Linked DNA regions of Mus musculus: regions 2, 3, 4, 5, 6 and 7 are each linked to region 1. Evidence: chromatin contacts called from public promoter capture Hi-C data. All regions are on one chromosome and are shown on one strand. The core of a region is the stretch at or near the end of the contact, and the rest is flanking DNA. Distances in the headings are between cores, read along the strand shown.

The links. Promoter capture Hi-C pulls out the DNA fragments that hold promoters and counts their contacts.
Region 2: a promoter capture Hi-C map of liver shows a contact between it and region 1, with 3 times the contacts expected there. The contact joins the promoter of Ttc19 here to the promoter of Alkbh5 in region 1. A contact is called at or near these places in 3 of 39 promoter capture datasets (liver and pre-B cells).
Region 3: a contact with region 1 is called in a promoter capture Hi-C map of liver, with 4 times the contacts expected there. The contact joins the promoter of Pigl here to the promoter of Alkbh5 in region 1. A contact is called at or near these places in 2 of 39 promoter capture datasets (hippocampal neurons and liver) and 1 of 115 datasets of contacts at active chromatin or transcription factors (astrocytes).
Region 4: a promoter capture Hi-C map of pre-B cells shows a contact between it and region 1, with 3 times the contacts expected there. The contact joins the promoter of Zfp39 here to the promoter of Alkbh5 in region 1. A contact is called at or near these places in 2 of 39 promoter capture datasets (liver and pre-B cells).
Region 5: a promoter capture Hi-C map of pre-B cells shows a contact between it and region 1, with 3 times the contacts expected there. The contact joins the promoter of Iba57 here to the promoter of Alkbh5 in region 1. A contact is called at or near these places in 2 of 39 promoter capture datasets (liver and pre-B cells).
Region 6: a promoter capture Hi-C map of pre-B cells shows a contact between it and region 1, with 3 times the contacts expected there. The contact joins the promoter of Rnf187 here to the promoter of Alkbh5 in region 1. A contact is called at or near these places in 3 of 39 promoter capture datasets (liver and pre-B cells), 1 of 115 datasets of contacts at active chromatin or transcription factors (pancreatic cancer cells) and 1 of 9 other capture datasets (liver).
Region 7: a contact with region 1 is called in a promoter capture Hi-C map of pre-B cells, with 2.8 times the contacts expected there. The contact joins the promoter of Trim11 here to the promoter of Alkbh5 in region 1. A contact is called at or near these places in 4 of 39 promoter capture datasets (the C10 cell line, liver and pre-B cells).

Annotation. Positions count from the first base shown.
Region 1 is chr11:60,536,143-60,539,255 of GRCm38.p6, reverse strand. Alkbh5 (alkB homolog 5, RNA demethylase) reads right to left here and starts at 1,573. Exons shown (of 4, transcript NM_172943.4): 1 at 61-1,573. The coding sequence starts at 833.
Region 2 is chr11:62,280,009-62,282,931 of GRCm38.p6, reverse strand. Ttc19 (tetratricopeptide repeat domain 19) reads right to left here and starts at 1,459. Exons shown (of 10, transcript NM_028360.2): 1 at 1,239-1,459; 2 at 1,044-1,147. The coding sequence starts at 1,419. It overlaps Zswim7 (zinc finger SWIM-type containing 7), which reads left to right and starts at 1,537. Exons shown (of 5, transcript NM_027198.1): 1 at 1,537-1,675. The coding sequence starts at 1,600.
Region 3 is chr11:62,456,908-62,460,256 of GRCm38.p6, reverse strand. Pigl (phosphatidylinositol glycan anchor biosynthesis, class L) reads right to left here and starts at 1,816. Exons shown (of 7, transcript NM_001039536.4): 1 at 1,563-1,816. The coding sequence starts at 1,797. It also overlaps a transcript of Ncor1 not described here.
Region 4 is chr11:58,902,667-58,905,720 of GRCm38.p6, reverse strand. Zfp39 (zinc finger protein 39) reads left to right here and starts at 1,496. Exons shown (of 5, transcript NM_011758.2): 1 at 1,496-1,606; 2 at 2,814-2,978. The coding sequence starts at 1,604. Gm12257 (a long non-coding RNA gene) reads right to left here and starts at 1,375. Exons shown (of 4, transcript XR_879896.2): 1 at 1,206-1,375; 2 at 226-432.
Region 5 is chr11:59,162,232-59,165,164 of GRCm38.p6, reverse strand. Iba57 (IBA57 homolog, iron-sulfur cluster assembly) reads left to right here and starts at 1,420. Exons shown (of 3, transcript NM_173785.6): 1 at 1,420-1,814. The coding sequence starts at 1,474.
Region 6 is chr11:58,937,192-58,940,366 of GRCm38.p6, reverse strand. It overlaps Rnf187 (ring finger protein 187), which reads left to right and starts at 1,461. Exons shown (of 4, transcript NM_022423.2): 1 at 1,461-1,972; 2 at 3,135-3,175. The coding sequence starts at 1,583.
Region 7 is chr11:58,976,449-58,979,762 of GRCm38.p6, reverse strand. It overlaps Trim11 (tripartite motif-containing 11), which reads right to left and starts at 1,670. Exons shown (of 6, transcript NM_053168.2): 1 at 1,119-1,670. The coding sequence starts at 1,523.

The sequences.
Region 1 (3,113 bases), core at 324-2,823:
CCGGGTGGACACTTTTAGGCGGCAGGGTGCAGGGCCAGCCCCTCCTCCCAGGTGTGTTACCTGAGCACAGTCACGCTCCCCCTGCGCACCGGCAGAGAAAGCACAGGTTCCGACACCCGGATGGGCTTGAACTGGAACTTGCAGCCGAAGCAAAGTGCCGAGTCGCTGAAGAAAGACACGGACACGATGGGGCGCTCGAAGATGTGGATGGGGTCAACGTGGGACACGATGCAGCCGCCGGGCTGGTAGTCGTTGATGACCGCGCTGTTGACGAAGCCCTCGGGGATGACGCGGTGCTCCACCAGCTTCTGGATCACCAGCTGATGCACCCAGTCCGGGATCTCGTCGACGTCGCCCGGCGGGTAGAGGCGCTCCTGGCCCGGCCCGCGCTTCTGCAGCTGGGCCCCGTACGTGTAGCCCTCGCCGAAGAAGTACTTGTTGCGCAGGGGGGCCCGGTCCACCGTGTGCTCGTTGTACAGGCCCTTCTCGGCGCGGGACACCACCTCATCGATGCGGGCCTCGATCTTGGAGCACTCATCCTGACTGAAGAGCCGGATCTGCCGGATGCCGCTCTTCACCTTGCGCGCCTCTTCCTCCTTCTGCAACTGATGCTCCTCGTAGTCGCTGCGCTCGGGGTCCGAGTCCTCCTGGTATTTCCGCTTGGTGGTCCCGGACGCCGGGTAAGGCTCAGCGGCGGCCGCGGCAGCGGCAGCGGCAGCCACGGCGGCGGCCGCAGCGGCGGCGGCCTCCCGACTGCCCGCCTTGTAGTTGTCCCGGGACGTCATGGACTTGAGCTTCTCCCGCAGGTCGGTGTAGCCGCTGGCGGCCGCCATGGCCCCCGCCAACTCAACTCTAGGGTCCTCCGCGGCGGTCCGGCATGGCTCTCAGGGGACCCGAAAGGGACCCGAAAGGGAAGCGAGGGTCCTCAGTGCCAGGCCCCCATGCGTGGCTCAAGGGACCAAAGGGGTAGGCGTAGAGGGGCCGGGAAGGGGTCGAACCTCAGCCGCGGTCGGTCATGCAGCACCAGCTACAGCGGGGCTTCCTCCTCCTCCACCTTCTCCGCGTCCTGAGGGAAAAAGGCGCCGGCAGCGCCTCATGCCGCGGAGGGCTTCGGCCAAGACTCCGCCAGACTCCCGGTCGGACCCTCAGACGCCCGGCCCGGCCCGCACTTTAAAGCTCTCCTCACGACGTCACCGCCAGCCCGCCCGACCTCCGACAGCGCCGCTCCTTAGCGGGCTTCTCGACGCGCGTGCGCACTGCCGGCGGCCACGAGACTCCACGTACTTTGAGCATGCGCGTGCGTGCCGCCCAGTCGGCGGAGAGGCCGGCGCATGCGCAGACGAGGCCCGCTCGTCGGCCGCCGCCCCTCCCCCCACCCGCGGAAAGCTTCGAGAACAGCTCCCGAAAACAACAATTTGCCTGCACGCCAAGCCGCCTCCGGGGCCGAGGGACTCCACCCGCCGGAGTGTGCTCGCGGTGTCCACTGGACAGCGCTGCCGCGTCACGGCATCGTGCGGATGCCCGCAGACGCCTCAGCTTCCAGCGCACAAATCCTCGGGAATCGCCACAACCCAGTCCGCCCCGTGACCGCCCCCTTTGGAGCTTCCACTTTCTTAATTGGACTGCCGGCCACGCGTTGGGCAAACACGGACTGGAGTTTCCAGAGTCGGTTGGTAAATCATGCTTGTCAATCAACTAGTCTCCTTGGCTACTGCGTCCATCACTTAATTAGCTTCGGGCAGAAGCTCGAGGACCCCTGAAGAGTGAATGGGTGGCTAAGTAAGTGCCTGAATGGAGTTCTCGGCGACGAAAAGCCCTCAGGACTCCGGTGAAGCTTCGGAAACAGTGGAAAGTTAAAATTACGGGCAGGAGAGCATCAGGCCCAAACTGTGGAGCAAGCCAGGACAACAAAAGCTGGAGGCGCGCGGTCCGGGCACCCACACCCCATTCCCGCCGCCATCGCTTCCCGAAGCGGACGTTCCACAAGTCACGTCCCGGGACTGCCCACGGGTCGCGCAGCCGCGGGCACGCGCACGGGCACGTCACGTTCCTACTGGGGTTGGGCGTTGTTATAGGGGGCGACAAAAAGGCTTTCCTGTCTGAAGGGCGCAGATTTACCACGGATCGGTCCAAATTGGAAATATTCTTCAGACAGAAAATAAATAAATTGCACAGTGGGATGGTAAATGCGTCTCAGCACTCTGGAGACTGGTTGGAGGATAGCTCACAAATTGGATGCCAACCTAGGCTACACAGCGAGCCTCTGTCTCAAAACAACTACAACAAACCCAAACAATAAAAAATCCTGAAGCGGAGGAGAAAGCCTGAACAAAGGTTTAGCCGTGCTGGAGGTCCCTGGGCACTCCAGCAAATAGGAATAGCAAAGAGGTTCTGCTCTGAACCTCCCCAAGATGAATTCCAGCTTCCTTTTCTGGTTCCCAGTCCCTTTTCCAGTCTTTGATACTCCGTCAGATTTTCATATATCGCCGCCCCTCCTGGCTGTCCATGCTGTCTGTCATCTGTAATGCCTGTCCATCTACAGTGTCTGTCACACAGCTCACCCCTTGTCTTCCAGGCATCCCAGAGTCTGGTGTGTAAAACCAGGAACCAGTACTTACCTCGAACGGTGGTTGTGAGGATGGAATGACGCAGCAGAAGGATTGCTGATACAGCATCCAGACCTCAGTCTTCTAATCTGAAAACTGAGGGTGGCAGCAGTCTCTGTTGGAAAGTGGGGACTGTGTGGTAACTTGGAAAAGTTTGTGGAGTGGAAAGCCAAGAAATTAGGGAATCCAGGCCACCCTCTCTCCCAAACAGCAGGCAGACAAAAGGGAAATGGGTCTGGGGATTCCCGGGGCAGCCCCTTGGGCCCAGGTGACAGAGAGAGGGTGGAAGGGCAGCTGCAGGTAGAAGATGGACTGAAGGGCAAAGCCAGCTGAACTGGACTTGAGCCCGGTCTGTACTGTGTGAACACCTGGTGGGTCTCTTACCTGAGCAGTTTGCCTGGGCAGATTGAAGCTTTTCAGGAGCCCAGCTCTCTAAGCCTCTGATCTGCCTTTCATGGCGGGAGCTCTTTACCACTGCACCCAGATGCACCTAATAGCTAAGGTCCC
Region 2 (2,923 bases), core at 210-2,709, 1.7 Mb before region 1:
AGATCACTTCCAGCCCTGCAGCCTCTGACAGGGGGTTTGTGTTTTCTCACAGGTACAGGGAGAAGTCACTCAGCTGTCAAACAAGAAAGCACTACTACAATCTGATTTACATTTTCAAACCATCACTCAGGTTGCTACACGGAGAAAGGACTGCGGTTGGGGCAAGAGAACAGGACCTGTGTGAGGAAAACTGGGGGAAAAGAGGGAATGGAAAAAGAGGGCAGGCGATTTGAGAAGTGTTCTGGATTTGATGGCAACTGTGTTTACTGCTGTAACTGGGAATTATCAACAACACACTTTAAGAACAATTATGATTATTTTCTGTTTTTTTTTTTTTTTTTCTCCTCTTTTTTGAGACAGGGTTTCTCTGTGTAACAGAATCCTGGCTGTCCTGGACTTGCTTTGTAGAGCAAGCTGGTTTCAAACACAGGGGTCCGCCTGAGGAACCACTATGATTTTTTAGGCTTAATTTTTTAGGTGATAGAGAGAACACTGTTAAAGCCATATTTGGGGGGAAGGAATTTAAGAAAAAGTGCTTAGTCCCGGGCATGCTAAATCTGAGAGATAGCTGTGGCCTTGCAATAGAGACAGCATGTCAATGACACACTGCAGTCTGAACACAAATCTGGACGTTGTTGGCATTAAGTCGATATTGAACCCGTAGGAAGAGATGAAATAAACCTGGAGGGGGGAAAAAAAGGATGTGGAGAAACAGATTTAGACGCAAACCAATAGGCATAAACGATACTAAATTGCATTTTCGGGGCGTCATTCATAGTCTATGAACAAAATGTCATTCGGCTTGGAGGTTAGCTGATTAAAGCCACCCTCGCAAAACATCCTCAATCAATACGTTTGGACAAAATAAATAAATAAATAAAGGAAATGTGAGGGTCTCCACCTGCACTCACAACTGCAGCGATTCTGCTGCAGGATTCGCTCTGGACCAGTCTGGATGGATCCCAACCTTCCACCCAGGGCCAATCCATCCAGGCCTCGGGAAACCGGAGCAGAGAGCGCGCGCGCCCGGTCGAGCCCCTCACCTTGGCTTGCTTCAGCAGCTGGATGATCTCGGCCTCCGCCTCGTCTGACGCGTCCTCTCCCGGCTGCTCGGCCGTCGCCGCGGGTCGCGAGAACCAGGCGAGAGCTGCGAGAAGCGGCTCAGAGGTCACCGGGACCGGCCCGTGCCCGCGTCCCCGCCCCCGCCGGGCCGGCCCCGCCCGGAGCGCACCGCTCACCTGCCAACAGCGGCAGCACCCCGTGCCCCCGCGCCGGCGCGCCTCGGGTCCGCAGCCGCTCCGCGCCCGTCCCCGCGTCGCCCGTCCGCTCCGGCAGCAGGCGCGCCGTACAACCCCCACACCGCCGGCCCGCGGCCCGCAGCAGGGTTCGACCCAGACGCCAGCGAAGCAACCGGAACATGCCGACGGGTCCTCCCTCAGAGATCCACTAAGCCACGGCTGGCCCGGGACGCCCCGCCAGTCCGCATGCGCGATGACGCATGCTGACGTCACGCCGTCTCGTCCCGCCCCGCCCCGCCCCCGGCCTGCAGGGCGCGTGAAGTTCGCAGCGCCCGGGAGGAGAGAAGACGGGCGGCGTGCCATGGCGGTCGCGCTCCCGGAGGTGGTGGAAGAGCTCCTGAGCGAGATGGCCGCCGCTGTGCGAGACAGCGCGAGAAGTACGGCCTGCGGGCTTTTATTCTTACCCCGCATGGTTATGTCCCTGAAGCCTGGGCCCCTTAAATCGCTTAACTAAATAGAGGGATTTGAGTGACTAGACGTCAGATCCCTGAGTGCGAGCCGGTGTGCGGGAACCCCGGTACTTAAAGAGAGCCACTGGGTACATCCAAGGAGTGGGCGAGGGCTGGGATGCGGAATGGCAGATGCGTAGACAATTTCGAGTTACTCAGAATCTTTATCCACAATCCGTGATGCAAAGTTTAAAAATAATACCCTTGTTTACTACTTTGTTTAGTAAATAGATTTTACTAAAAAACATTCAGGGAGGCAAAACCTTTAAAAAAAAATCGGGAAGTTGAAAATTACTTCTTCCCTCTGGCCTGTAGAGGTCGCCCTATGCCTGTCTCCAACAAAATGACCGACCAAGGATGATCTTTGCTTACTCACCAGAGTAGGAGGATCTACCAAAAGGGGAAAACTAGTAATGAGGATCTACTATGCAGCTCGGCTGGTAAAGAGGCTTGCCTGGCATGTAGAGAGCTGCCGTGGATTCCCCACCACCGCACAAGACTGGGCACATGGCTGTAGTCTCCGCACTTGGGAAGTGGAGACAAAAAAAAAAAAAAAAAAAAAAAAAAGAAAGAAAGAAAAAGGGAAAGTTTAAGGTCAACCTCAGCTACATAATGCTAGGCCAGACTGGGCTGCTGGAGACTTTATCTCAAAAAACTGGAGGTGGGGTGGGGGGTGCTTTTGAAGTGTAGACTAATTAAAGCACTCTCCCCAAAAATAGCCTCTCTAAATGATAGCCAAATTAGAGCACAAAACTCCTATTGTTCATTGATTGTGCTCTGTGAACTGGTTTGAGTTACTGCTTCAATGGGACTAGAAAAGTAAACGAATAGTCTCATTTTGGTCTTTTACGTAAAAGATTCAGCCAACCAGGTATTCAAACATGCTTTGACTTCAAAGAAGTTGTGGGGTGTTAGTCTGTTGTGAGGTCTTGCTTCCAGGATTTGACCACAGATGTTCTGAGATGCTGGAACGAGATGAGTTTTACAGAACAGGGCTGTTGGTTAATCCATATGCCAGTAACTGAAGGGGCCCCCTTACACAGGAGCAGACTCTCAATTCCTGTTTATTTTTCAGTAGAGCAGTTTTCAGTATTGGGTCTGGGTATTCCTTTCTAATCCCCAATCTTCCTTGGTAACCGTGCAGAATATAAGTCCAGGTTGCATGTATATGATTTT
Region 3 (3,349 bases), core at 567-3,066, 1.9 Mb before region 1:
GCCTGCCTCTGGAACACTGGGACTAAAGGCATTTGCCACCCCTGCCCAGCAAGTTCCCAGCATTCTTATTGTAGTTCACAACTGGCTATGACTCCTGTTCCAGGGAATCCAACACCCTCTTTTAGTCTTTGTGCACACCATGCATTCATGTGCTACACATACATGCATACAAGCAAAGCACTAATACATAAAATGTAAATTAAAAAAAGAAAAGAAAAGAAGGTACTCTTTCCTTGTTTGGAGCCTCTCCACTCTCAGGAGTTTTTTTTTTTTTTTTCTTTAATAAATCTACATTAATTCTGTTTAAAAACCAGAAATAATTCTCCCAAATTCAGCCAATTTTATAAATCAATCCTGATGATTTCTGTTTAAGATCAGTTATTAAAAAAAGAAAGCCGGGCGTGGTGGCGAACACCTTTAATCTCAGCACTCAGGAGGCAGAGGCAGGCGGATTTCTGTGTTCGAGGCCAGCCTGGTCTACAAAGCCAGTTCCAGGACAGCCAGGGCTATACACAGAGAGAAACCCTGTCTCGAAAAACCAAACCAAACCAAACCAAACCAAACCAAACCAACCAAACACCCGAAGAAGCTGGGCAGTGGTGGCGCATGCCTTTAATCCCAGCACTTGTGAGGCAGAGGCAGGGAGATTTCTGAGTTCTCGGCCAGCCTGGTCTACAGAGTGAGTTCTAGGACAGCCAGGGCTATACAGAGAAACCCTGTTTAGAAAAACAAAAAAACAAAACAACAACAACAAAAACACCCCTGGCCCCCCAAAAGAGAACAACACAACAACCACATGGGAAAAAAGGTCCTGAGCAATTTTGAAAATCAGCTTTATTGAGGTATACTTTGCTATAAAATTCACCCACTGTATGTATACACTTCACATTGTCCAGTCATCACCATATTTAGGGTATCCTGGTTTTCTCGTTTGTTTTTGTCTGTATCATTATTCAAGTCTCATTTTTGAAGAATTCTTTTAATAATAGCTGGGTACAGATGAACTCTAAAATTATCTATAAATGTATTTCTATTTGTCTGAAGTTAAACAAAAAATCTCCCAATTTGACACATGAATCTTTGTAGCAGAAAATGGGTTTCAAAGCAGCAGGAAGGTCTTTTGCTATTATTAGGAAAGAAAGTTGGTGGGCTGAGCAGACACCATACAGCTCAAATTGTCTGGTGCATGATTTTATTTGATCCTTTTGCAAATAGACGGTTCCTCAGGATAACAGGTCAGGCACAGCGGCTCACGCCTGGGATGCTAGATTACAGTGAGACTGTCTTTATAAAAAACCCAAAACATCCAGTACAGTCGCAGTTCCCAAAGGAACATGAAGGTACTGAACGGAACCAATGATGAACAACCACTTTTCTGCTCCTCGATTTGGCTAGGATGGAATTCGCTCGGGGTTCCCTAACCTATCTGGGAAGTCGGCTGTTTCTGTCCCCAGACTGACCAGCACAGAGAAAGTAGCTACCTACGACAGAAAACCTTTCCGGAAGAAGTTAACTAAGATCGGTTAGTTCCCTAACCCAGCGACCCTCCTACAGTCTCCTACCTGAGGAGAAGCAGAGCAGGGACACCTGCTGCTCCAGGCGTGCCAAGCCTAGCATGGTGGGAGCAAAGAACATGGCTTCATCGTCCGGGTGCGCGATCACTACAAGGGCCCGGCTTCCGGCTCCCGGCAGGCCCGCCTGCTCCGGAGACCTCATTCGTTCCGCTGAGTTCCAAACCCGGAGGAAGCCCCAAGTCAGGACAGCCACGGCCACACACAAGAAACCCACCAATTCCATGCCGGGTAAGTGGCACTGCGCCTGCGCAGGAAGGCAGGCTGCGGGTGGACTCGGGTTCCCTGCGGGAAAACGGAACCGGCTGAAACTGCGTTCCGTGGGTCAGAGTGCGGCGGCGGCTGGAGACCAAGATTCGTGGTCTAGCGTGGAAACTTCCACCCATACTGCCCCGTCTCCTCGGTGGCGGAATCCTCTATCTGCTCCAGTTTCAGAGCTCAGCCGCACTTTGCGGTCTTAAGTGTCTTTCTTACCGTTCAGTGTGCTTAAAAGGAAGGAAGCATTTTTAGAGTTATTTTGAGATCGCGTCTCTCTCTGCGTGTTCCCCTAAACTCACTATATGCAGACCATGCGAGTTTGCAATGATTCCCATTCCTTTGCCTCCTGAGCTGGGATTTCAGGCGTGTCAGCACGCCGGCCAAAAGGGAAGCATTCTAAAACAAACGTCAGCATTCTCCTTTCAACTCGTTTTATGACTTCAAACTTTGTATAAAACAGCCCGTTATCCGGAATAAAAGTTTTTCCGAAGCGGGTCACCGTTTGTTCTTTCTCAGATGGCGGCTTTGCAAGAGGAAAAAGTAAGCGGCTAAGAGGAAATGTCATTTCACTCGAAGGGTGAGGTCGGCAGGCCCCTTAAGTTTTCTTAAGAGGCAGAGATTAAGGAGCCACGCCGTGGAGGAGGCCTCGCCCGCCATGCCGAGGAACACTCGGTGTGAAATTAACGTGCGTCCCAGCCACGTGGGCTGAGGTTTCTCTTTGGCGGCGAGGGGACGGGGTAGCCGCTTTGGCGGCGCGCAGGGGTCGCAAGGCTAACCTCGCGCCGGGCTCCCGGTCCTTTCCCACGCCTGAGGGGAAGGCCCCGGGCGCGCGGGAGTGGCAGGCTCGCGGGGACGCTCCAGGCCGAGGACGCGATGGCTGCCACGGCGGCGGCGGGTCGGGCCGGAGGCAGCGCTGCCGGGGCGGGCATGAGTGCGAGGGACAACTTGAAAAGAACCGGCGCGGCGTCCGCGACCCAGGAAGCGAGGCCGAGGTAAGAGCCGCACTCCGTTCTCCCGGGGAGGGAGTCGTCTCCCCAACCCTCCGGAAGGAGGAGGAGCCCAAGTCTGAGCCGCCTCAGCGCGGCCGCCCGGCCTGAGGGGGAGGGAGTGGGGTTGAGGCAAGATGGCGGCTAAGGTGGCGAAGCTGCGGCGGCGGCGGCTGGAGTGAGCGCCCAGCTCGCCGCGCTGCCGAGCGAGGGCCGGGCGGAGGGCCGCGCGCCGGGGCCGCGCCCCGGTCGTCCGGCCGTGGGGCGCGCCGGCTCTCACTCCGCCAGCTCCCGGTGAGTAGGCTCGGCGCCTGCAGCCCCGGCCTCCGGGCCCTGCTCGCCCGGGAGCTTCCTCGGGCTCCCAGGGCGCCAGCTTCGGATCAGCCAGGCCAGGGGCGTCGCGGAGGACGCAGGGTTAGGGCCCGTCCAAACCGCAGGTCTTTTCCTCTCCCTCCCCCAGGGGCGAGTCGGGTGCGGTGGGGAGTTCAGGCTAGACGAGTGGAGGCTCCTGGAGTTTGGAGGAAGAATGGCCTT
Region 4 (3,054 bases), core at 247-2,746, 1.6 Mb after region 1:
AAGACAGGAAGGGGCCCAATAGCTCCTGTGGGCCTAAACACTGCAAGATTGTAGCTCTCAGGAGGAGGGGGCAGGTGAAGAGAGCCAGCCGTAGCCTCAAAGACCGTGGCTGGGGGTGTGGGGGGGTACCTCTGCCTCCAAGAGTACCAGAGGGGCGCCAAATAACTCAATAGCCACTTCCGCAGACTCAGGGAAGTGTTTGAACTGACCGAATGGGAAATTTACCTAATGCCGCTGGTGGATGGGGCCTGGGGGGCTGAGAGGGGAGGCGCTGAGCTATCCGTGAGTCAGAACGCCAGTCTGCTGCAGATGGACTGGAGGTGAAGGATGGGTCCCAATATGGCTCAGACCCCAAGGGGGTGCACAGACAGGAGGAGGAGCCTCTTCAGGTCAGGACACCATAAATGTTACAGTTCCGAGGGGAAAAGTGTCCTGGCAGATGGGAGCCAAAGAACAGCACAAAGTCACACCACACAACAAACCTCACAACAAGAGATTTATTCGGACAAAACACAAGTAGGTAGCTGCCTCTGCTCTGGAAAGAAGTAGCAAGGAGCAACGGAGCTGGAGGTGGACTTTTTAAGGGGTTTCTTGGGGAAGGGGGCGGGCACAGAGCTTTCCAGGATGAGGATTGGTGGGATTTGAAGTCCGGATCTTGGGGCAAGCTCAGGGGTTGGTGAGATTTGAAGTTCTGAGCTTAAGGGTTTTTTTTTTTTTTCTTATGGGGCGGAGCTTAACCTGCAGTTTTGGCCTATAGAACGTTTTGTAGGTGGAGCCTAGTGGTTGGAGGGCCTCAGGGGCAGGGCCTGGCCACTGGGTGCTCTTTGAGGGGCTTATATTTCCTATTAATACAGTCAGATTAATTTTTCAATGTGAATTCCAGGAAAATTTAAATGACAATGTGTGTCACATTTTATTTGTACTTGACATTCTCGTTAACAGATAGTTTCTATTTGATTTCTGTCAGCTTCTCTATTCAAAAGTTCTGGGGCCAAAGATCAAAGACAAAACACACACACACACACACACACACACACACACACATACATACACAAGAAAACGTTATTTGAAATTTAAAAATAATTGTCATCGTTTTCTTTACATTTGTGAATAATATATTCCTATGTACAGTTCATAATTCACATGACATAATTCACATAATGAACTAAATGCTAATCTCGTCATCCACCTGGAGTGAGCTTTACCTTCGGACAAGGGGAGCATAGCGGTCAACTCATGTAATCTCAGCGCTTTGGAGCCCAGGCAGAGGGACTGCCATGAGTTCGAGGCCAGCGTGGGTTTGTCTTGAAAAACAAAATACAAAACAAAACTGAAAATATTTCGCAGCAGCCACTTTTTGGGGTAGTCTGCCTTTCTCAAGTCATCGATTGGTGCTATCTGTGGCCAATCAAGGCACGATGATGGGGCGGGGACTGAGGGGCGGTCCAATCAGGAGCGCAGCCCGGGCACAGGGGCGGGCCTTGGCGGGTTCGCTAGTTCGCGGGGGCTTTGTCTCGCGCCATCTTTACATTTGATCGGTCAGTTGAGCTGGGGTGTCCGGGTGCCTCAGGCCAGTCAGCTGCCGGAGGCGGACGGGGGCGCCATGGTGAGTGCTGCCCGCAGGAACCGGCAGGGTTCCGGTTTCCTCCGCTTTGCCCTGTGCAGGCGGTTCGGCTCTGCGAGGCCTATGCAGGGCTGAGCCCACAGGCTGTCTCCCTAGGTCTTGACGTGGCTGAGCCGCCACACTCCCTGACTCTGCAGGGACACTTGTCCTCAGCCGCACTCTTCTCTTGGTCCAGACTCCGGTGCCACAGCTGCTGTGTCCGGTGTCTCACTGTCAAGCAGTGACAGCCCTGGATGCTGGAGCAGCCTGAGGTGTGGCGTGAGCCTGGGCTGGGGCATCTCCTGGCCTCCGCATTATCAGCAAGGCTCTTACTGTACTGGCTTGTGTGGAGAGTGTAGTGAGAGAGCACGTGCAGCGTCTCTCTCTTCCACACTGGATTCACGTCCTTTGCCGTAATGATGTATCTGCTCCCTATGGCTCTGGAGACACCTATTTGTGAAGTGTATGTACTTGGTAACCAACTGTCAGCTCGATGGGATTGACTGCTGCCTACATTAAAAACACACTCTTGGCTGTGTGAGGGCCGTTCCAAAGGTGACATTCCAATGACTCTGGCCTCATGAGTAGATTAACCCCTGCATTACTGGTGGGGCAGAGTTGTAGGAAGTTAGTCCTAAGTGTGGCTGTGGGTATCAAAAGAATCTGTGCCCTTCTTTACAATGGGGCACAGAAAAATTTCAAACTCCATTTAAAATCCCCATTTCCCCTAACATCGTAAAATCTCAAATAGAACTCAAAACAGTTAGTAGAACAAGTCAGAATTCCTGCCTCTTTGACTGGTCTGTAGCTATAATTTACATTATATACCACGGAATCTATAAGTTTCAAGTTGATACTCTTGGAAGTGTCTTTCTAATACTATGTCATGTGGAAGGAAGAAACTTAAGTTTTTATAAATACTGTAAATGGTATAGCAAAGCTTGTGTCAGTACTTGGTGTGTTGTGATATTGTCTAACAATTGTTTTGAAGCATTTTCCAGCATTTACTTTTATGACAGCAGAAAGTTTGAATTGTGTACTGGGGGCACTGCATTTGCCAAGAGCACAAGATGACAGTGACTCCTTTGCTGGAGACGAGAGTGGGGTGTTGTTCCTTTGAATTTTGCTTTAGTTCATGTGTGGTTGCAGTGTGTCCGGCACAGAGGTGGCTCTAAGTCACTCACATGGCATCTCCAACATTGCTTTATAGAGGAACTTGCAGCCTGACAGTGTGGAGAACTCCTTGAGTCAACTCCCCAGTCGATGTCTTGAAACTAGAAAGCGTAAGAGAAGCTACAAGAAGAGGCCAGTCACCTACAGTTACTGGAGACGGACCCAGCGGAATAGAGCAAGAAAACACAAGGCACCAGTAAAGGTAAATGGGGAACTAGAGAAGGTCATGTATGTGCGTGTTATCTTCCTTATTCCCTTGCCTTATCTAGAAACAGTGG
Region 5 (2,933 bases), core at 171-2,670, 1.4 Mb after region 1:
TCCAGTTTCCCTGGTAGCAATATGATCCAGTATGCCCCAAAGACCCAAGAACAGGGACTCAAAGAGACATCCGTGTAGTTGTTTTCATAGCAACACTTTTCCTGGCTCCAAGAATTGGAGACCTCCCAAGTACCCGTTGCCAGCTCAGCACATAGGGAAAGGTAGGCATTACCGTAATAAAAAAATTTTTTTTCGATACAGGATTTCTCTGTATAGCCCTGGCTGTCCTGGAACTCACTCTGTAGACCAGGCTGGCCTCAAACTCAGAAATCCACCTGCCTCTGTCTCCCAAGTGCTGGGATTAAAGGTGTGTGCCACCATGCCCAGCTATAAAATACAATTCTTAAAAAGGGAAGGGAATTCTGATACGTGCTATACTGAGGATGGGTGCTCCATGAAGAGAGCCAGGTGCAAGAGGACAGGCACTGGTTCTCAGAGGCTTCCAACCCACAAGGGCAGAAAGCCAACTGTGGGCACCAGCGGCTGAGTGTGTGTTCTGGGAGGAGTCAACGTTCTGGAGTTGGATGATTGGGAGATAAAAAGTTCTGGAGTTGGATGATAGTGAGGGCTGCGCAGCCGTTTGAACAATGCCGATATAAATGCACTAAAAGTGGTCTCGCTGGCTGGCTTTCATCAACTTGCCACAAGCCTAGCGATATCTGGGAAGATTCAGAAAACGCCTCCATAAGCTTGGCCTCTAAACAGGTCTTGGCTTATATCACATCAATGACTGATGTGAGAGGGCCCAGCTCACTGTGGACAGGTGCTCCTGGGTCGTATCAAAAAGCAGGCTGGACAAGCCATCAGAAGCTGGCCGGTAAGAGCCCTCTTCCAGGGCTTCTGCTTCAGTTCCTGCCCTGAGTTCTCTCTGTAAGTGGGTGTGACCTGAGAGTTTTCAAATGAAGTGAACCCCTTTTCTTCCCAAGTTGCTTTTGGTCATGTTTAGTATAGCAATAACAAAGTAACAGTGGTGAAGATAATACATTTTATACTGTTCGTATTTAACCGTGAACAAGGAAATGCCTAACTTTTTTCCTCCTTTTTTTCTGGGCAGTACTGGGGATGGGAACCATGGCTTCCTGCCTGCTAGGAAATGCTCTACCACTGAGCTATCTATCTTCAACTTTTTATTCGGAGACAGGATATTCATTTTAAGTTGCACAGGCAGGTCTTGAACACGCATCCTCCTGCCTCTGCCCCCCGAGAGGCTGGCTGGGATTGCACACCAGGACCGAGGTAAGATGGCAGATTTCATGTTTACTTATTTACCACGACCACAAGCGGTTTGACCAGGAGCCAACTAAGGAAAGGGTCACCGGGTGGCTCTAGCCTTGGTGTTTATCTGGGCTTGCGCACCCATCCACTGGCTGAGGTCCCGCCCACTTTCCCCCCCACGCACGCGCGTCGCCAGCCGCCGCCGCCGCCGCCGCCGCCCGGGGCCGCTGTGGTGCCCGCCTTCACTTAGCGCCCAAGATGGCAGCGGTGGCGCTGCTTCGGGGCGCGGCTGTGGGGCGCAGAAGCCCAGCTTGGCACTGGCGGCTGAGCGGGACCGCGAGTCACTGCCTAGCCCGTGGCTTTGGCCTTCTTGGCAGCAACCCCGCGGACGGTGTGGCCTGGACTTGCTTCCGGCTGGACGGGCGCGCCTTAGTGCGCGTGCGCGGCCCGGACGCTGCACCCTTCCTGTTGGGACTATCGACCAATGAGCTGCCGCTTTCGGGGCCTCCGACCGGCGCGGCTCAGCCCTCTGCGCGTGCGGCGTATGCCCATTTCCTGAATGTGCAGGGACGCACGCTCTATGACGTCATTCTGTATGGGTGAGCTTGGGCGGGGCAGCAGGGCGGGGCAGTAGGGTCGTTAGAGTGCTGAGGGAGCAGACCTCCAGAATCCCAGGAAGGATGTCCAGGATAAGATTTCTAGGGAATACTGGCTAGACACCCTTGGGAAGAGGCATAATTAGATTATTCTGGAAATGACTTTCTGAGGACAATCTAGACTTAGGGAAGGGGTCACCTAGAGGCGGATGTCCCATGGAAGGCATCCAGGTTGCGCTAGTTACTTGCACAGAGCGTTGTGCCTGGGACCCCAACCAGTCAAGTCAGAAGCTTCTGGAGTTATTTTCAAGATGGGTGCTTCAGCTTTGTCCCTCCCTCCTCACTTCTTAGAAAGATTTCGCTGGTTCGTGGGACTTTATTCAAAAAGCCACTCTCTGCACAGCCTCTCCACAGTGACAGATTGTCCCAGTGTTCTGAGAATCCAGTTTTTCCCTTATTTCTGGTTCCTCTTTGCAGTGCCAGCTGTTTGCCTGTATGGTCTCATTATCTATACAGCAGACCTGACTGTGACTGTAAATAGTGTTTGCTGGCCAGTCTGGGCAGGGCCTGCGTCTATAGCATTGAGTCTTCAGCTGCTCACCTTTATAGGATCTAAGTCGTGAAGTCTCAGCATTGTCTAGTAGGCATGTGAAGACCCGCCCTCCCTATCCTGTCCCTGAGCTGTCCCTTGACTCCTACCAAAGTCCAGGCCTGGCTGCCTGTCTCAGCTACCCGGTGTCTTTCCAAGTTGGTTTTTGGTGAGCCTCTTCAGTAGCCCCTAGATGCTCATTGGGAGTATATGGGGAATCCTCATATCTGGAGAACAGTTCCTGAACCCCTGAGGGTAGCTATTCCAGGATGAGAGTGGTGGATGAGAATTGACAGCCATGGCACCACTATCCAGTAGTTGTCTGCATTCTGTGGGGGGAAATCTAGAGTGCCTGTCTCCAGGTGCTGAAAGGCCACAGTGATGTGCTTCCTAGAGATCCTTTTCCCACATTACTTCGCTTAGTGAATCTCTGAATCTAGAACTGTGTCAGCAAATGACAACCCATGGGCCAGACCCACTGTGATGCTTTGGCATATAGAGTTCTGTGTGAACCCTGGGATGGTGTCTTCCAG
Region 6 (3,175 bases), core at 212-2,711, 1.6 Mb after region 1:
CAATTTAAGGACACTCCAATCCCTCAGATAAAATGTTTCTCTTACACACATCACATCTCTCTCTCTCTCTCTTACACACACACACACACATACACAATTCTCTTTCACTCACAGACACAGACACACAGACACACACTTTTATTTATTTATTTATTTATTTATTTATTTATTTATTTATTTATTTTTGAGACAGGGTCTTACTATATAGCTTTGATTGGCCTGAAACTCACTGTGTAGACAAACTGGCCTGGAACTCACTGAGAACTGCCAGCTCTAATTCCTAAGTGCTGTGATTAAAAGCATGTATCATTATACCCAGCTAAAACATCATAATATTTACATGCATCTTTCTATGTAATATTTTTTTCCTAGATGACTTATGATACTTAACAGGATGTGAATACTGTGCAAATCTTCATTCTATTGTCTAGGAAATAATGACCAGAAAAGGGCTGTATAGCTTTAGTACAGATGTGGCTGCTGCCATAGTGTTTGGAGCATATAAATGGCAACATCACTGTCTTAGTTAGGGTTTCATTACTGTGAAGAGACACCATGACCAGTGTAACTCTTATAAAGAACATTTAACTGGGGCTGGCTTACATGTTTAGAGGTTCAGTCCATTATCAAGGCAGGAAGCATGACAGCATCCAGGCAGACAAGGCTCTGGAGAAGGAACTGAGAGTTCTACATCCTGATCCAAGGCAGTCAAAAGACTGTTTCCCGCAGCTAAGAGTGAGGTCTCAAAGCCCACGGCCACAGTGACACACTTCCTCTAACAAGACCACACCTCCTAATAGTGCCACTCCCTGGGCCAAGCATATTCAAACCACCACAGTCACATTTACAGTTATATCCGCAATCTCAGTCTGAAGAGTCACACATTGCAGATAGCTGACTACAGCTGTATTAACACAATATTCTTTAGAGTGCTTTCCTGCAAAACGTGCTGCTGTTCTGTGTGCACAGTGAGACTCCCTGACTTCATTTTATGTCGCTATCTTAATTTGGTCATACTCCTGGTTGACTACACAGGCATCTGCCTACCTAGCCAGTTTTATCCTGCTTCAGGGCTGAAGGTATAGCGATAAGTCACCCTGGAAAAGCCTTTCCTGACAGACCACCTCCCAAATTATCTGTGGGAGATGGGCAATTATTCATGATGTTGGGGCAGTACCCTGCAGGATGAGTAATCTTATAGGACACAGGGAGTATCTTTGTAAGGATCTGGGTTTGGAGCCCGCGACTGACACCATCAGGACAAAGGTCGTGAGCTGCTACGGGAACCAGTGTGGAAGAGAGCTCAGCTGCTCAATCATGGGCAGGGCGATGAGCGAATACCAGAACCTGAAATGAGAGCGCACAGCTGCAAGGACCTGGATGGAGGAATGCGCAGCTGCCAGGACCTGGACGTCAGAGCGCACGGCAGCCAGGACCCCGCCCCGCGCGCGCGCGTGCCCGGCGTTGGCGCAGTCTGGGTCTGAGTCGTAGGCTGAGGCTCGTCGGCCTTGATCTCCGGCCGGTCCTCGGCCCTTCTGCGCCCTCTCCGCCCGCGCCCTCGTCGGCGCCGCCGCCCGCAGCCCTGGCGCTCCCCGCGGGCCCAGCTGATGCCATCTGCGCCCTGTGTCAGCGCGCGCCCCGCGAACCGGTGCGCGCCGACTGCGGCCACCGTTTCTGCCGGGCGTGCGTGGTGCGCTTCTGGGCCGAGGAGGACGGGCCCTTCCCGTGCCCGGAGTGTGCCGATGACTGCTGGCAGCGCGCCGTAGAGCCCAGCCGCCCTCCGCTCAGCCGCCGCCTCCTGGCTCTCGAGGAGGCGGCCGCGGCGCCGGCGCGCGATGGCCCTGCCAGCGAGGCCGCGCTGCAGCTGCTCTGTCGCGCCGACGGGGATCCGCTGTGCTCCGCCTGCCGCATGGCCGCTGGCCCGGAGCCGCCGGAGTGGGAACCGCGCTGGAGGAAGGCCCTGCGCGGCAAGGTGCGCGAGGGGCCCCTGCACACTGTCCACCTTTGTGGCTTACCTGGAGTCAGGCATTCGATCAGTGTGCTGACCTCCTCTTCCCTCTCCCGCATCCCATGGGTGCCCAGCACCCTCCCTTCCCCGGGGACCCTGCCATGCTAGGGGCTCTTGGATCCTGGAGTCCGTGATTCTGCCTTCCTTCATCTCTATTATCTGTCTCCCGGACCCTGCTATGTCCCTCGAGCTATTATCTCTAGCGCATGCTCCTCCGTCCCCCTTTCATCCCAGGTCTCTGGCCTAGCTGTGCCTTATCTCTATACAACCTTAAGACTTCTATTTTTCTCGAATTCCCCTCAAGTCCCGATCCCATTCCTCAAGGCCTCTTGCTCCTATCCCGGTGTGATTTCATCGGTGCAAGCCCCGCCCATCCACTTGCTTATGGAGACCTGAGAGTGGTCTTTGGTCTACCAGTTACCATTTGCAGCCCTCTGAGGGGCTGTCGGTCCACCTCATTCAGGAACCTTCTCTGCTATACTCTCTTGGTCATTGCACGTAGCACCTGCCACCGGGCAGAAACCGACTATTAGACTCTGTGTGAAGATGGGTTGCAGGGATCTAGATAGAGTATCATCCCTGACCCAGAGAGAGATGTCTGAATAGCCAGGTAGGAAAGCCGTGGTCTCCGCCCGACAGGAGAGAAAATCGTAGCTTAGCGTGTTTGAGGGTGCTGTTATCCTTATGTTCTGCAATGATGCACCATGAGCCTCTGGAATAAGTTGTGAAGAACACTTTTGAGGTGGAGGCCTGTGGTTACATCCAGGTCCCAAACTGAGGTAGATACACTCTGTCAGAACATACTGCTGGGGTTGTCCTATGGTTTGTCGTCCCCTTACTAAGACAGCAATCTCCACAAAGACCAAGCAGGACACAGAGAAGTCAGGAAAGTCACTGTCTTAAATCAAGCTGACACTAAAGGGGACCTACCTAAAATCCTGGAATCACACAGCTGACCTTGAATTGCCTGCTGTACACCTAGTTCTGAAGAGGTAGAAGCACAGGAGACCCTTTTACGAAACAACCACTTTCCAGCAGAGACCGGACGAGTAGTTCCAGTCGCCAGACTGCTGATCGGGGTGTTCAAATCCTTCTTCCCAGGCTCTAACCAGCTTCTCTCTCCCAGGAGAACAAGGGCTCTGTGGAAATCATGAGGAAGGACTTAAA
Region 7 (3,314 bases), core at 421-2,920, 1.6 Mb after region 1:
CCGATGTAATCCCTCCTCCGTCTCTTTGGTTCTCTTCTGGATACTACTCACTCATGGCCCCAGAGCCAAAGAGTGAACTTGTCACCAGGACCACGTAGGCCAGCATGGCCTAAAGAACCCCTCCCAAACTCTAGTGAGTGGAGGGATGGCTCACTGCAGGCCCACTGGTCACAGGGAAGAGCTATCTGCCCATTTCCTGGCGTTACCAGAAAGCAGGCTGTGTCCCCCACACCCAAACCTGCTCCTGTGCTGAACAGCCACAGATACCTAAGCGTACGCAAGACAGAGCATCCATTCTGCAGGAGGGAGACACCCTCTCTGCCATCAGCCTCCTATTTCACAATCATTTCCTATTTCACAAGGTCTCTTTCTGGTAACTCCACACCTTTTGGGATAAAAGGCCTAAGGGTAACTGCTTCTCTGAGCTTTTCTTTCTCTTTTCTTGTGTGAACCCCTATGCAAGAGAAACTTAGTGTTACTTAAGCTGATCTGTCTTGTCTGTTGTTCAGACAGTGAACTTAACAGGACAGAGGACAAAGGTTTTCTTTTTTGGCAATAGAGCAGCTTTAGTGTTGTCCCTTCAGGGCTTATCATGTCATTCGTGGAGAGATGTGGGTCTCTTTCAGCACCATTAAGGGGTTTGGTGGCAGGGGGGTAAACCTGCCAACCAATCATCGGTAAACCGGGTATGGACGAAACGAAATGAAAAATTACTGGGACGATCTCTGTTTATAAGCTTTTTAAGTTTATAAGTTTATAAGTTCACCTTTGTGCTAAAGTCCAAAGTAAAGGAGACTTGGTGCCTGGTTTATTCTGGTCACCCAAGTTCATGCAGTGATGGGGACACACTGGCAGAGTATCAACTCTGACACAGGCCAAACTGTTGATCTGACAGCGGGCCCCTTCACAAGCTCTCCAAGCTGAGTCTGGACTGACTACCAACACCCGGTTTTCCCCAGAATGCACGTGCATCTCATCCTGGAATAAGACAGGCTACAATCCCGACCCCGTCACAGGATCAAGTTAACTGTAACTCACACTTCCTCAACTCAGGGCAGGGCAGTAACGGGACATCCCTTCGCACCGGGCACTGGCCGGCTGCACCCAATGGAACGCACCTTGAGGTCGTCCGCCGCCTCCTGCAGCGGTCTCACCCGGTGAGTCCAGTGCTCCGAACGCTCGCAGATGGGGCACAGCAGGCTGAGGTCGTCGCCGCAGAAGGTGGTCAGCGGCTCGCGGTGCGCCGCACAGACGCCCTGCGGGACCGGAGAAGGCGGGTGCAGGCGTCGTGCCATTTCTGCCATTTTGGCGAGCGGGCGGTTGGGCCGTAGGTTCCTCTGCGCCGACAGCTCGCGACACTCGGGGCACGCGTATGGGCCCTCGGGCTGGCCCCAGCAACGTCGGATGCACTCGCGGCAGAAGTTGTGGCCGCAGTCGGTCATCACCGGGTCGGTGAAGTAATCCAGGCAGATGGCGCAGGTGGCCTCCTCCTGGAGGTTGGTGGACAAGTCTGGGGCAGCCATGGTGCTGGCGTCTGCGCCTGGATCGAGCTTTTCGTGGTGCACCGGGATCGGGCAACTCCGCCGCGAGAGCGCAGTGGGAACGGGCCAGGAGCAGGTAGCGGCACTCTCAGCCTCCTGGGTAGTGGGTACATCCGGCACTAAGCTCTCAGACTTCCGCCGGAAGAGAAACCACAGCGGAAGCAGGAAGCTAGTTTTTATTATTTTTTAGAACCCGTTTGTTCTTGGGTTGGCCGCTGTGTATCGGGGCTCGGGGTCGGAATCGAATTATAGTGCAAGAGATCGCATTTTCGCCTCTCTTGCGGTGACAAGTCTCCGCAGGTGGTGTCCCCGCACCCCAAGATCCGGATGCTGCAAACTTTGGCCATGGGTTCTGTAGCTAATCTCTTGTGCACTGTGTAAACCTTTCTCCGGTCAATACAATGGCCAGTGAGCTTAGGCAGGAAATTAGAAGGTGTGATGCCTGGAAAAGAGAGGGGCCGGGGTGGATGCCGGGATCGACACCGACGCAAGTTTGGCCCCAGAACGCTGATGGAGATAGCAGCAAAAACTGAGAACCAGGTAACCAGCCACGTGTGGCAGAACTTAGAATAACGGGATGATTATGCACGAATCAGGAAACAGTCAAAGCTTATGGTGGTGACCGTCTGCGGCCACAACTTCTGCCGCGAGTGTATCTGACGTTGCTGGGGCCAGCAACTTAGAAAAGTTGTGGACAGCGAGTGCTAAACTAGAAAGCCAGGCACGGCTTCTCTCCCGTAAGATTTCCCGTAGCGGCGGGCTGAGCGCTTGAGCGGCCGTCTATAAGCAACTGGGTAGCGAGCCGGAACGCACTCCAGCCTGCGTCTGCAGCGGCCCGGGTCTAGCACTCCCGCGGCTGCTGAGTCAGGCAGCGGCCGGCCACGAGCCTCTGGCGTGGCCCGCAGGCGAGCAGCTTCTCAGAGCTGCACGAACCAAGCGCAGTTTGCGATCCAGAGCTGGGGCACATAGGCCTGGCTTTCAGCCGGTGGCTGCAGGTAAAGACCTAAAGCCATTCTCGAGCAGCAGGTCGGAAGGGCCTGCAGAAAGATGGAAACAATGGGGGCAGCCTCCTGAACTGAGCTGAGGGGTTGAAGTTAGCCACCGTAGACACTTGCTGGTCTGTGGAGCCTGCAGACGCACTAAAGAACAAAAGGAACATTTTCCCGCAGCGGCTATGGGACTAAAAAGCCCCAAACTTCTGAACCGGTAAGGTATTAAGTTTGAAAACAATAAAAGAGGAAAGAGACTAAATATAAAACATCGTAGACAAATATAGTTTAAGTTGGTAAATCGAAGTTTTTAAGGAGATAGAGATTAAAGGGAAAATATCTTCTATGATAAAAATGGAAAGAACTCAGTGGCACAGGGCATCTAGAGTCTGTATAATTTTTGCTATAGTTATCAGCATATAAATAATTTTTTTCAGTAACGATAACAAATTTTCTATATCTTTTTAAAGAGAGATCAAAAGAAAGCAAACTTAGATAAGGAGAAGACTGGAAGATGTAGGTTACAGGCCTTAGAAGAAAAATTAGAAAAAAATATAAATAAAAATTAGGAAAACTCTAAAGTAGTAGAGATACGACGAGAAAGATATCTGAAAAATGAAGACAGGTCATAGAAGAGAAATTGGAAAGATTTATAAATAAAAATGAAAATACTAAGATAGTAGAGCTACAAGAAGAAGAAAATATAAAAAATGGAGATGGGTCTTAGGAGAAAAATTAGAAAAAAAATTATAATTAGAATTGAGAAAGATACTGAGATAGACAG